3 separate regions of the Sus scrofa genome follow, and all the other regions are linked to region 2. A link is a contact called in public HiChIP or PLAC-seq data. All regions are on one chromosome and are shown on one strand. The core of a region is the stretch at or near the end of the contact, and the rest is flanking DNA. Distances in the headings are between cores, read along the strand shown.

What was found. HiChIP or PLAC-seq counts read pairs in DNA pulled down with a chosen protein or histone mark.
Region 1: an H3K27ac HiChIP or PLAC-seq map of skeletal muscle shows a contact between it and region 2, with 7 times the contacts expected there. The contact joins two enhancer-like sites. A contact is called at or near these places in 2 of 47 Hi-C or Micro-C datasets (retroperitoneal adipose tissue and skeletal muscle) and 1 of 2 datasets of contacts at active chromatin or transcription factors (skeletal muscle).
Region 3: an H3K27ac HiChIP or PLAC-seq map of skeletal muscle shows a contact between it and region 2. The contact joins two enhancer-like sites. A contact is called at or near these places in 1 of 47 Hi-C or Micro-C datasets (retroperitoneal adipose tissue) and 1 of 2 datasets of contacts at active chromatin or transcription factors (skeletal muscle).

The regions. Positions count from the first base shown.
Region 1 is chr13:46,107,068-46,111,305 of Sscrofa11.1, forward strand. ADAMTS9 (A disintegrin and metalloproteinase with thrombospondin motifs 9) reads right to left here. Exons shown (of 40, transcript XM_003132298.6): 27 at 3,193-3,354; 28 at 600-776. Among named protein-coding and RNA genes, the nearest start is that of ADAMTS9, 100 kb to the right of the region's middle. Within about 2 kb of position 1,419, at least 19 of the 83 cell types and tissues checked have an H3K27ac peak or open chromatin away from gene starts, as enhancers often do. A contact at or near this core is called in retroperitoneal adipose tissue and skeletal muscle, where this site is marked.
Region 2 is chr13:46,682,997-46,687,703 of Sscrofa11.1, forward strand. No RefSeq gene overlaps it. Among named protein-coding and RNA genes, the nearest start is that of ADAMTS9, 480 kb to the left of the region's middle. Within about 2 kb of position 2,630, at least 20 of the 83 cell types and tissues checked have an H3K27ac peak or open chromatin away from gene starts, as enhancers often do. A contact at or near this core is called in retroperitoneal adipose tissue and skeletal muscle, where this site is marked.
Region 3 is chr13:46,121,191-46,126,053 of Sscrofa11.1, forward strand. It overlaps ADAMTS9 (A disintegrin and metalloproteinase with thrombospondin motifs 9), which reads right to left. Exons shown (of 40, transcript XM_003132298.6): 22 at 4,077-4,241; 23 at 317-436. Among named protein-coding and RNA genes, the nearest start is that of ADAMTS9, 86 kb to the right of the region's middle. Within about 2 kb of position 3,466, at least 26 of the 83 cell types and tissues checked have an H3K27ac peak or open chromatin away from gene starts, as enhancers often do. A contact at or near this core is called in skeletal muscle, where this site is marked.

The DNA of each region.
Region 1 (4,238 bases), core at 169-2,668, 580 kb before region 2:
AACATTTCAGATGCCTTGAATGGCATCAAGTCACCGAGTCCACTGTTGGTCTTTGGATGTTTCCCAATGATTTCAATCAGCTTTGTGGGCACAGCCTTCATGGTGCTTGTGTTGAGAGCTGTCCCCGAGTCACAGAGGCAAAGTATAGCCACTGAATCAAAAACTTGCTTTGGCCTTAACAAGCAGGTATCTTCCCGCCGAAGTCAAAACTACCGGCTTCGTAAAGGAAAGAGTATCTGCTTTTAAGTTGTCTACTTAAATCACTTTAGCACTTAATAATGACATGGAGTTATGCCGTGTCTTTAAAAACACACACGCAAATATATACAGTCTAGTTCTAGGAAAGGAAGCTATTTCTTGGCATCGGCACCAGGCCGGTGTGAGGTACGTGTATTCTCTGAAGTCACTTTGGCAATATCATAAAAAAAATTCATTCTGTCGTGGCTCACTATGAAAAGAGTAACAGACTATTTAAAGCACAGTTTCAGGGCTGTCTTGTAAGATCACGGTCTGTCTCAGAGGAGTGCCCCAAACACCTTGGAATTGGGTGTGTTAGTTTAGGTAGTAGGCTTAACAAACATGAACAGTTAAGGCCGTACCGAACTCCAAGGGCCAGTACTCCAAGCAGGGTCTTGAGGACAAGCCTGGGTGTTACACTGCTCTCGATCCGGAGGCTTATCGAGAATTTCACAGCTCAGATCTGGAAACCGTTCCCCGCTGGGCCTCTGACAGACCACAAGCCTTGTTCGCAAGCCTCCGCCACAGAGCTTAGAACACTGGAAGAAGGAAATGGAAGGCAGCAGTTATTTTGTCAGCAAATTTTCTTTTCCTGTAAGAAAAATGTCTTAGCTGGACTCTATGATGGCATCAGGCCAGCTAGGTCTGGATGCAGAATGAAGCCTATTTACCCTAAGTAATATATACAGCAGATGGGAAACTTCTGCCTTCATGGTAGGTACTGTTTACTGAGTGTGTGCGCTTCATCTGCACTAAGTGCTTTTATATTTATTTTCTCATCCAGAGGAGAGTGTTAATTATTTGCCACTTGCTATATATGGGGCAACTGAGATGAAGAGAGGTTAACTTGATCAAGGTCAATGGCCAGAGTCAAGGATAAGGTTACAGCCTCTGAGGTATTCAAAACTAAACATCAAACAAATAAAAATCTAAAAACCAGTCAGTACCAAATAAAGGAAATAAGGACTTAGCTGGTTTTATTTTCTGGCAACCTCTAAGAAGCCGTCATTGACTTTTGGCTCTTCTGTGACTCCAGTCTCCACAGCCCCCGTGACGTTAAAATATTTTACGATATTTCTGCATCTGAGGATAATGACGGCTATCCCCTAGGATGGGTAAACAGTGCAGTGGGAACGCTGGATAAGGTTCTGACTGTCGGCGAGACCCACGCTTCTGAGGCAGGAACAAGCTGTATTTCTTGCATAATCCCAAGGCGCTCGCATCCAGGAACACTGACAGTCTCTCCCCCCCACCCCCCCACAATGCTGTGTCAAGGCCAGATCTCCCACAGAATTTGGAAGGATCTGGTCCGTGCTGACAGCCAGCATCCCGGCAAATGCGTGTACTCGCCTGGCCTCAATCCAGTTACAGAAGCTGAAGCACAGGGCCCCATGGGACAGAACTTCACGAGGAGTTTTGGGAAACTCACAGTACACAAGTCTCCAAACCTGACTTCCCCTTCTGGCCTTTCAGAAAAACCTTGCAGGATGACGTACTCTCAATGAAAAGTCAACAAAACTCTCCATTAGGACTGCCTATGACTACCTGGTTACGTGTATGGGATCATGAAATGTGGGCATGTGATTTCGCTTAGCCAGAAGGGGGGACCAATATGCCCATGCATCTCATCTGTCTTTCACCCTGCTCTTGGTAGGGAGCGGGGTCTCCAAGATGTTAACCCTCATGTTTCATTTTTTAAATGTTAAGAGTCAAGACAGAACAACTCAACAAACTTTAAATACGTGCTCTCCCTGTGGATTCAAGAGTAGAGGGATATGGTCTTTGTTAACTAAACACAAAACAATAAGCATCTGAGTCCTACCCATGATAGTGGTTCAAAGTCCCATTCAATAATAATAGTCTTACCAATGATAATTATTAGCAATAACAATGATTATCCTTATTACAATAGCAGTGAACTTTAATTGAAGGCTATGTGCTGGGCTTTTGACAGACAGATTTCATAAAATAGACATGGATACTGTGAAGTGGGTGTCCTTACTACTCCCATTTACAGGTAACAATACAATAGAGATAGTTGGCAAAGTGATGTTATTTGTTAAAATTACAAAACATTTAAGAGCCATGAGTGGGAACTGGGCCCAGTTTTGTCTGTTCCAAATATCTGACTGCCTTTCAGTGGTCATAGTAGGTGGCTCTTAAAAGGTAACAGCTGAAGAATTTTATTATTTGAGACTACACAGCTAATTATTCACCTCTATGATTAGAATGCATCACCTTTGATAGGAATAACAACTCCTATTCATGATGGCTCCTCAGGGAATTGAAATATTGGGAGACATGATGCCATGGAACCAAGGGTACATTGCATACACCCCAAAAACCATGAAGAACATGGCAACATTTCCAGAGACTAATTTAACACATTTTTTTTCTTTTTATGGCTACACCTGTGGAAAATACAAGTTCCCAGGCCAGGGGTTAAATTGGAGCTGTTGCTGCAGCCTATACCACAGTCATAGCAACACCACATCCGAGATACGTCTGCAACCTGTGTTGCAGCTTATGGCAATGCTGGATCCTTAACCCACTGAGCAAGGCCAGGGATTAAACCCGCATACTCAGAGAGACAACACAGGATTCTTAATCCACTGAGCCACAATAGGAACTCCAGCACATTATTTTCAATCACTTTAAAAGTGTCCGTTAACAATTTAAACAGAGGTTAACAACTTTACCATTTTTCTGTATTTCTTTCTGATTTTTCTCTCCTATGTATTCAAGCTGTTTCTACTTGGTAATAAATGCACTGAAAGAGTCCAGAATTAAGGCAGGTCTCCTAATTAATCTGAAAATCAAGAAGCTTTAACTAGCTCTAGATTCCTTCAAATAAATTCCCTCAAATCAACTATGAACAGTAACACAGTTTGGTGGTTTTTTATTTTTTATTTTTTTTCTTCCCCCAAAGGATGCATAAATGGAGTTGGCTCTCACCTCTCCCCAGCTGCCGTAAGCCCACTGAGGGCAAGGGCCGGATTCACAGGCTCTCTGCTCATCTGGTTTGATTCTCTCCACACAATCATTGGCGGTGTATCCGTTTTCATCCTGACACACAACAACACGCCGCTGGGACCCACCAGCACAGGTACTGGAACACTGAACATAGCAAACATTAGTCAACAGGTTACTCCTCACCTCGCTCTCCATCTCAGGGCCACAAAAGCCACTGGCTGAAAGGTCTGAGACAAATTTGACAGGAGCTGTTCTCAAGTCATCTACAACGGACAGAAAGCAATCCTGAGGACCTCCCTTTCAAGGGGCTGTTTAATGTTCGAGTTTTATCAACACTGGAAGGCAGACACATACCTTCCCCTGTAAGCCTGATAGGTCTCAGTTGGTGTTTAATAAATGCCTCATGAGTGATCATGCCTCCTGATTTCCAAAGCTGTCCTATTTATGGTCCACATCTCTGAGTGGTACAGAGGTGCTGACTGACACCACCGTCTCCTGGGACATTCTTTTCAAAACTGCAAGTGCTTTTTGAGAACCAGGATTTAACTCCCCTTTCAACACAGGGGTCAAATCGCATGCTGAAGGAATTGCTGGTTGTTGAAATTAAGCTTCTCTATATATACACTCCTTCAATTACCCAAGGAAAACATCACAGAATGTCACTTACATATCATTTCTTTGCAGGTAATGTTCTTTTTTCTCTCTTCACAAAAGTGTCTACTTCCGTGGCAAATGGTAGCAAGATCTGTTTTCCTTCTTTATTTTTATTCCCCAATGAACTTGCTTTTATTCCCTATTGACAAACCTCTCTTCAGTGTGCTTTCAGCCTAGCGCTCCCTCTCATGGTTGTCACAGAATTGTGTTTGCCCTTCAGTTGATTTCTTACACAAGCTTCTCATAGTTCTCTTATTTATCTATATCTTGAGTGTTTTCTTCTTTTCCTATGTGTTTGCTAGTACCCTTCACTCTGACCCTTGACTTGGAAAATCTGTTTGTCCATAAAGCAACCATCTAATCCTCCAAGCAAG
Region 2 (4,707 bases), core at 1,380-3,879:
ACTATAAGGGTCCCTGTGAGAGCTGGCAGGGAAGAAAGGAAACAATAGATTGCTCCCCATACCAGTTCCCATCCATCCCACCCCTACCTATTCCTGACAATACACATACACATTTCAAAGTCACTTAGGCTCTTTTTATTTATTTATTTATTTATTTATTTATTTATTTATTTTGCTTTTTAGCACTGCACTTGCAGCACATGGAAGTTTCCAGCCTAGAGGTCTAATTGGAGCTGCAGCTGCCAGCCTGCACCACAGTCACAGCAACACCAGATCTGAGCCACATCTTCAGTCTACACCACAGAGCATGGCAATGCCAGATCAAACTCACACACTCATGGATACTAGTCAGGTTCGTAACCCACTGAACTACAATGGGAACTCCCTGTCTCTTATTACGCCACCCTACTCTCCCATGTGGTAGAGGAATGGAGACACCACTGGAAAATTCTCCCCATTCAGGCTGGTTGGAATTCCCATTTCCAGCCTCTCCATGTGCTCCCAAAGTGCAAACTTCCTCACACACCTCTGAAGCCAGGGTAGCAAATCTTTTGGAATACTCTAAACACAGATGAGTCAGTGCAGTCAAACACTTGGCCAATTCTAGCATAATTTCTAACTAGGACCAGAAATGCCAGATACAATGAGTCCATCAGTGATTAGCCCTAGTACCTTAGGCAAGTCATTCAACTTCTGTTTGCTATGTTCTCCTAAAAGGTAAACTTATGTTCCCTGTGGTGTCTTCGCTCCGGGTCATGATTTTCTATAGCGGGACAGTTTTCTGGTGCTATTCTCTTAGACGTGTATCCCTGGTAATGTTCTTACTATCAAATACTACTCAAATGATGATATAGCAAGAGAGCCTCAGCATGGAAATACGAATCTGAATTCCCAACCCAGCCCTAACCTCAGTTAGTCTCGTGTTGCCTTGAGAAGGCACTAAACTTGGGCGTCCAAGTTGTCACCTACAAAACGAGGGAACTGAAGTAATTGTCTCCATATTTCCTTCCAGCTCTATGCTAACAATACCCCTTCAGCGTAACAACTATTTTAAGACTGGACTTGAGGTAACTTAAATGTTACCGTCACGGAAAATTTCAGATGCCTTTGTTCAATAAAGGAAGTACCAGGACACTGTCAAATATGGAATTCTCTTGTATACAAGTGGCAGGAGGAAAAAAAATGTAAGAAAGCAACCTCTTAGCAAGGATTCTGAGAGACTCTCTGAAGTAATATCCCTGAGAGGATATAGCTGCTCACTAAGAGGCCTGGAGCCTGACAGAGCAGGAGAGACAACACATAGAACACTTTCCCTTGTAATCTGTGGCTCGTCTTTCATGGTCTGTGTTTTCTGCCCCTCTCTTGATTCCATTTATTGGTTAACTACAAATAGTTTCCTTGGCCTGGTGGTAAGCCCTATTTGTGATTTATAAGATGGATTCCAAAGCAATCTTTGTTTTGTTGCAGGCAGAGAAATTGGCTCGCTGGACCTCTGGCCTTTGGAGTTCTGAAGGAGGCTTAACCTGAGCAGAATATTATGTCTGAGGAGCCAAGCAGTCCCTGGGCGGCTACAATCGTATATCCATAGCCTGCCAGAAAATATGCTTTTGTTCAGGAATCATTTTCAAGTCACTGCCCATGCCTCTCCACAGAAACAAATGCCATTCAGTCATTATTTTCTCTCTGACCTGTACTTGAATACACATACATTTCTCCATGGTATCAAATGCTCTTCTGCCAAGACTCTGGCCTCAAACCATTCTCTTAGAAGATGTGAACAGAGGACACCTAGCTTCACAGCACAACTCATTTTGCTTATGTGTCCTGTTTGGTGAACCTAATCACATCTTCCATATTAAAAGCAGCAAAAAAAAAAAAAAAAAAAAAAAAAACAATGAGAGATGTAAAATTCAAAGATGAGGATGGCCAAGTGTGGTATTTGATGCTCTTAAGAAATGAGGAGGGTTGGAGGTCCCGCTGTGGCACAGTGGGTGAATAATCTGACTACAATGGCTAAGGTCGCTGCCAAGGCATGGGTTCAATCCCCAGCTGGCCGAGTACAGTAGGTTAAAAGATCCAGCATTGCCACATCAGCAGGTCAGATTCAATCCCCGGCCCCAGGAACATCCATATTTCATGGGTGCAGATAAGAAAGAAAGAAAGAAAGAAAGAAAGAAAGAAAGAAAGAAAGAAAGAAAGAAAGAAAGAAAGAAAAAAATGAGGAGGGTAGAAAAAACATTTGTAGAGCATTTACTACAGGTTAAGTTTTAAGTGTATTTGTCAAATTAAATTGAAATGACAGAGGTGGGGGTGGGACCTGAACCCAGGTTTTGTTGGCTCCAAAGCCTGAGTTTTTTCCTTACTCCTAAAATACCTGATTTTGATTTAGTACAGTTGGGAGAGCATGGCCCTCGTTTCCTAAGTCAGACTCAACCTTGATATATTTAACCTAAGGTTTCCCATCTGACAATCAGGGCTTCTTTCTACAATATTTTCCTAATGCCCCAGAAAGTACAGTTTTTCTCTAGAAAAAGCTCTTAGAATTTTACTATCTTGCTTACTTGAAAAGTCAGATTACACTCCACATTCAAAACAAAATAGCTCCCCCTACAGCTTTTACTCCGTCCACATCCTCTGCTTTGGCAAAGGACCCTGAGAACCTCAGGTCTGATGCAGGATGGCTGAGCTGGGTGTTTGCCCTTTATTGATGGTCATAATTTCTAGTCCATTGGTTTAGAGAGGATTAGCAGGTACAGGCTAGGGACTGGGAGATGTCCCTTTAGCATTTTCCATACTTTCAGCAAAATAAATCTATATACCTTGTTCTGATTTTGCCTGGCTTTCTGGAGCTTCAGTTCCCTTCTGACTTGCAACGCAGCATAACTGACAAAGGCAGGCTCTGTCAGCCTTCCAAGTGCTAAGATTCCTCTGTGACATCAGGAGTCCCAGCTTGGCTTGGCGCCCACTCCTTCCCCGGAACTGTTTGGAACCCCACAGGGCTGTGCGTCAGCATCACTTCGGAAAGCGGCACCAGCATGCTCTCCTGCGGGTGACTGCCAGGGAGGCCGGCCAGTGATGCAAGGACTGATGGGAACTCTCTGTAGTGTCATCAGTGCCCAGGGGCATGGGAACGTTCTACATTTGAAGTGGCCTAATGTCATTTGCTCTCATCATTATCCCTTCCAACAGCTAGCTGTCTCCACCCCTCTTCCATGTCATTCCCTCTCCTAGAGCATTTTTCCAGGAAATTCGGGGACAGGGGGAAGAGAGGACCGTTGCATATCCGTGCAAACCCGACCTACGTGAATAAATGATGTGAGATGGCTAATGATCAGGCTTCCAACCACCACTACCTAAATTAAAGATGTTAAAGATGATTAAATGAGAAAAGGCAGCTGAAATGTGCCCTGTAGAACTGAAAGCGCAAAGAAATCATAATAGCTACCAGGTCATGAGTTCTTCACATGTGTAACAACCTTACATGTAATATTTCACTTAATCTTCAAAACAGGCTTGGGAGGTCAGATCTATTAATAGATTCATTCTGCAAGAGGAGGAGAATGAAACTGAGAGAAGTTAAATAATTCCACCAAGATGATACAGCTATCAAATCGCAGAGTGAAGAAGTGAACCTGTATCTGTATGACTCCAAAGTCCATGGTCTGAGCGCCCTGCTGCACTGCTCCCCAAAACAGATGCCAGTTGATGAGAAGCTGTTTATAACAGAAAATATGATCAGATACTAGGAATGATATTTAGATACTCAGATACTTGAGAAAACAAATGTTAAAACATGAGCATGCTTTTCCCCTGAAGTTGTAATCTGCATCCATAAATTCTTTCACCTTGATGACAGGACATGATAATTAACATGTATAGAATGACTTGTGGCTTTTTAAGCATTTCCACATAGGCAGAATCTATGACAAACAGAGGGCAGGAGTCATTGTTATTCCCACTTTCTAGGCAAAACAACTGAGGCTAAAGGAGATTAAGTGACATAGCTAAGAGTCCATAGTTTTAAAGCAAGAGTCTTCTAGTTTTTGGTTCACGGTTTTTTCTACTTCCCTGAGATGTCGGACTTGGGAACAAATGGTAACTTCAACATTTCACCTCCCACCCACAGCAAAACTTTTCCTTCAGACCTGCCTTCCTCCTTAACAAGACAACTCTATCCAGAGATGGGATATAGTCATTTATTTGCATTTATCCTCCCTGACTATCCAGCTTCTTCAGAAAATTCCCCAAGTTTCCTTGACCAGATGAGAGTTGTGAGCAGTGGAAAGAATTACAAAGCAGGAGGAATGAATGGAAGTGTGGCAGACTAAACAATCTGGGGACGACATTGCCTAAACTGGTGGATTTATTTTCATTGAGTAGTTTAATTCGAGCCATGATTATCCCTCCCTTGTCAATGGTATCAACGGAACGACACCCTAAGAGTCCCTGCGACCCAGTCTAGCCACTTGGATCCATTTCTCAGTGAACCAGTGTAATCTTACAAAAAATGCATGTCCCACTCCAGCTTTAAGCCTCTCAGATGCTTCCTAAGGCATTAGGATTAAGATACCAAATCCTCATAATAACATACAACCCTGGTTTACCTGTCCAAATTCTTAGGTCACTGCTTCACGTGCCGCCTTTCCCCTCTGAGTTTTCACCCTTTCCTCTTGATCCAGTGTATGGGAAGTCTCTTAACAATAGCTG
Region 3 (4,863 bases), core at 2,216-4,715, 560 kb before region 2:
GCCTAACCCTACACTGAAATCATTAAAAAAAAAAAAATCTGAATTCAAGAAAACCAGTTCAAAAAGTCAACCTTTGCCATCTCATAAGAATAAGAATCAGACCTACATACAATTCAAATAAGCAGAGAAGAATAAAACCTGGTACTTCAAAATATGAGATCCAGAATTTAACAAGTAGGTCAGTCCAGAACAATTTAGCTAATCTACTGTTTCCTCTACTTACCTATGAAAGGACTTCAATTTTGACTGTGCCACTGGGAAGTTTTGGCATCTTAGTGCCCAAAGACAATCAATGATTTGAATAAAGGAAACTAACCTGGGTATCAGTTGGTCTAGTTGCTGCATTGCAGTCATTGTCATCCACCACTGACATGTAAGTCCCAATGATGCATTTCACTGCTCTTAGTTGGTATCCCTGTCCACAAGTGACACTGCACTGGGGGAAAGAAATAAAACAAAACAGATATACAATCCAGCAATCCTCCCATTGGAATTTTATTTGTAGGAGTTCAATAACTGTGAACCCATGGAAGGAGGGGGGTGACTTTCAATCATTTTACATCTTTCATATTATACCTAGCAGAGTGCTGTGGCTAAAATACCGTATTTGACCTCTGGAAATTTTTCTTAAAGAAATAATCAGAGTTTGCATGAATATTTTTGTATAAGAATGGTCTTTGCAATACTATTTACAAAAGGCAAAATATTAGAAACCACCCAAATAGGTAAGAATCAAAAGTCAATTAAATGTGCTATGGCAAACAGATCATAAAGAAAACAATGTAGCCACCAAAAGGCTAAATGTTAGATTTTAAAAGCAGTCTGAAAAACAATAAGGAGAGAGAGTGATGTCATCGAAATGACAGATTAGGAAACTCCAAGAATTAATCCCTCCACTGAAGCAACTATTAAGCTGGCAAAAACTAGCAGGATCAGTTTTTTTTTTTCTTTTTGAACTCAAATTTAATCAAGCACAGTAACTAGGTGAGTGCTTACTGTCAAATTTCAATAAGAAAGTGTTGTGACATTTTTGCTTACCCCCAACCATAATACACATTCCTCTCAAATGCACATGGATCATTCCCTAGTATAGGTCATATACTAGGCCACAAAATAAGTATCAATAAATTTTAAAACACTGAGAACAAAGTATTGTCTCTGGCCACAGTGGAGTGAAACTAAAAAGCAATACTGAGAAAAACTGAAAAATTCACAAATATCTTCAAATTAAACATCACAGTCTTAAATAACCAGTAGGTCAAAGAGGAAATCAGAAAGGAAATTAGGAGGTACTTTCAGATTAATGGAAACGCAAATAAAACATAAATTTATGTTTTAATAACTATAAAATGCAGCAAAAGCAGTGCTAAGAGGGAAATTTATGTCTATAAACACCTATATCATTAAAAAAGAAAGCTCTATAATCAATAATCTTTTATTATTGTTTTCTTTTTTTAGGGCCACACCTACAGCACATGGAAGCACCTAGGCTAGGGGTTGAATTGCAGCTGTAGCTGCCAGCCTATGCCACAGGCCAGGTGCAGCAAATGCTGAATCCAAGCTGCATCTGCAACCTACATCATAGCTTGTGGCAATGGTGGATCCTTAACCACTGAGCAAGGCCAGAGATTGAATACGCATCCTCATGGGCACCATGTTAAGTTCCACTGAACCACAGTGGGAACTCCTGAAATCAGTAATCTAACTTTACACCTTAAGCAACTAGAAAAAGAAGAGCAGATTAAACTCAAAACTAGCAGAATGAAAAAAAAAAAAAAGACTTGAATAGAAAAACAACAGAATAAATAAAATTATAAGTTTGCTCTTTAAAAATATCAACAACATTTATAAACATTTACTGAGACTGACCAAAAAGAGAAAGAGAGAAGATGCAAATAACTAAAATCAGAAATGAAAATAAGTACATCATTCCTGACCCTATAGAAATAAAAAAGGGTAATGAGAGGACTGTGAACAATTATAGGCCAGTATATTACACAATCTAGATAAAACACACACATTTCCAAACATAACACAAATTACCTAGAAACACACAAATCACAAAATCTGACTTAAGAAGAAACAAAATTTGAATAGACCTACAAGAAGTAAAAAGACTGACTCAGTAATCAAAGACCTCTTAATACAGAAAAGTCTAAGACCAAATGGCTTCACTGGCTGTGTTCTACCAAATATTTATAGAAAAATTAAGCACTATTCCTAATAGCCAGAAGGTGCAAGAAATTCAAATGTCTTAGAAGGATGAACGGACAAATATATCCATATGTGGACTATTACGCAGCCATAAAAGGGGTGAAATACAGATGTGTGCTACCACATGGATTACCTTTAAAAATATTATGTTGGATAAAAGTAACCAGAGTCCCATGTTGTCATGATTCCATTTGTATGAAATATTTAGAAAAAGTAAATCCATGGAAGTAGAAAACAGATTGTTGGCTATAGGATTCAAGGGGAAATGGGAAGAAATAGGTAATGTAATGACAGCTTAATGGGTGTTTAGGGTGACAAAAATATTGTGGAATTAGAAGTGGTGGTTGCGCAATATTATGACTGTACTAAATGTCACTGATTTGTTCACCATAAAATGGTTAATTTTGCTATGCAAGTTTTACTTTAACAAAAATTGACCAAGTACAATCTAATATTAGTTCTTAAAACATAAGAAGAAAATCATAAATGTATTAACTTTGCAGTGTAGAGTTAATAATGTGATTTTCTTCTTTTTGTTAAATAAGGAGTATGAGATTAACAGATACACACCACTACATTTAAGATAGATAAATAACAAGGATTTACTGTATAGCACAGGGAACTATATTCATATCTTGTCATAACCTACAAAGGGAAATAATCAGAAAAAAATAGATATATGAAATTGAATCCCTTTGCTGTATAGCAGAACTAACACAACATTGTAAATCAACTATACTTCAATTTAAAAAAATTGGAAAAAACAGTCCTGTTAGTTCTAAAAGATGTTATATTCAAATCATAGCAGTAACCCTGAGGTGTGTTCTCCTCCTGTTACTATTCACAAGAGTTATGCAGATGTAGACAAAAAGGAGGCAAGATCTGAAGGGTTAAGTGAACCCCCCACCCCTGTTTACTCAGCGTAATCAAACACGATTAACCATTCTGAGTGAGGATGCTGTATAATGGGAAGGAGTCAGAAGGGCACTGGTGTTAAAGACAGAAATTGTCAGGGGGCAGTAATAAAGCTGCTCGCATTCACTGTACACAGGTTGGAAATGAAGACATAAGCTAGAAGGCTAAAGAGGCTGTGGCTCTTGCTGGATAGGGTAAAGGGAGAGTCATTCTTTAAAGAGATTACATAAGTGACAGCAAACAGCTGCCCTGCTTCTCTTGGGAACTTGGAGTGCTACTTAAATAGTACCGGGAATGCTTTTGCTTCTATATTAGGAAGGCTTCAACTCCAAGAGTAGTGGCTTCTCAGATGCAAGCCCAAGGGAGACTTTCACTCTTTCCTTTAAGAACTGTTCAAGTCGCTGTGGAACCTCCACTGGGGGGTTGGAAAAGATTCTTTCAAAGACAGACGATTTCCGTGACTTCTGATCTAATTAATTCTGTTTGAAGAGTCTGACTTATTTACAAGAGGTGAGCTTAGGGATCACGACACTGCAAGCCAAAATATCCTTGCCAAATCCCCAGTCCAGACCCTTCTGCCAAAGACGCTGGCGCTGGATCACATTCTGTAACAGACCCACAGCCACACGCTGGTAGATAACATCAGCCAGACATGAGATCTGTTGTGAATTTGTTCAAATGTGCGTGTGCTCAAGCTAAGGTTTTAACCCAAGGGTGAAGGCACGCACGTGGGTCTGGAAAGGGAATAATTAGCTCCAGGAGGGCAAGCAGCAACCCTCAGAAGTGGGGCAAAATGGTTGCAGAGTTGCTAGCACTTGGCGCCATGGAGGTACCTTTGCAAGCCACATGCCATAGGGGTTAAATCCCTGCTTCTGGAATGTCCCTCAACGAGCCTACTCCAGATAAGAAGGAAAGAATGTAGTTAAGAATGTTATCATTCAAAATACCTGTCCCCAGGGACCCGCCTGCCAGGACGCACATTCTGGCTGCTGACAGGTCTGCATGGAGGTTGGCTTGGTCTCAGGGTCACAGATCCTATCATTTAATCGATCTTCACCAAACTGACACCAGACTTGGCGGTGCTTATGCCCTTTTCCGCAGGTGACCAGGCACTGTAATAAAAGATACAGTCAGTCAGGGTCATTTCTGAACAATTCACTGTGGTTCCCAGGGCTGAGTAACTGATTTAGCAGGACTGAGGTAGGTTCTTTTCCCACAGCAATCCCTCTCTCTCCTTGCAATTGGTAAATACTTCAAGGCTCATGCTTTTCACGCCTTCACTCCTTCATTCATTCTGTCTTTAACCAGGATCTGGGCCAGTTTCAAGCACAGAATAAATTCAACAGTATCATGCTCTGAAATCCTGAAACACAGCCTTCATGGTTTGATAGCATAGGCATGAAAGGCATGGGAATTTATGAGTCAGACTAACCTGGGATTGACTGGTTGATTGATTGAGTGAGTGATTTTTGCTTTTTAGGGGCCCAACACTCTTGGCATATGGATGTTCCCAGGCTAGAGGTCAAATTGGAGCTATAGCTGCCTGCTTACACTATAGCCAGGGCAATGCTGTACCTGCGACCTATACCACAGTTCACAGCAACACCGGATCCCGACATACTGAGTGAGGCCAGGGATTGAACCTGCATCCTCATGGATACTAGTTGGACTTATTTCCACTGAGCCACAGTGTAAAATCCCAAGCTTAAAAGTTTTTGCACAGCAAAGGAAACC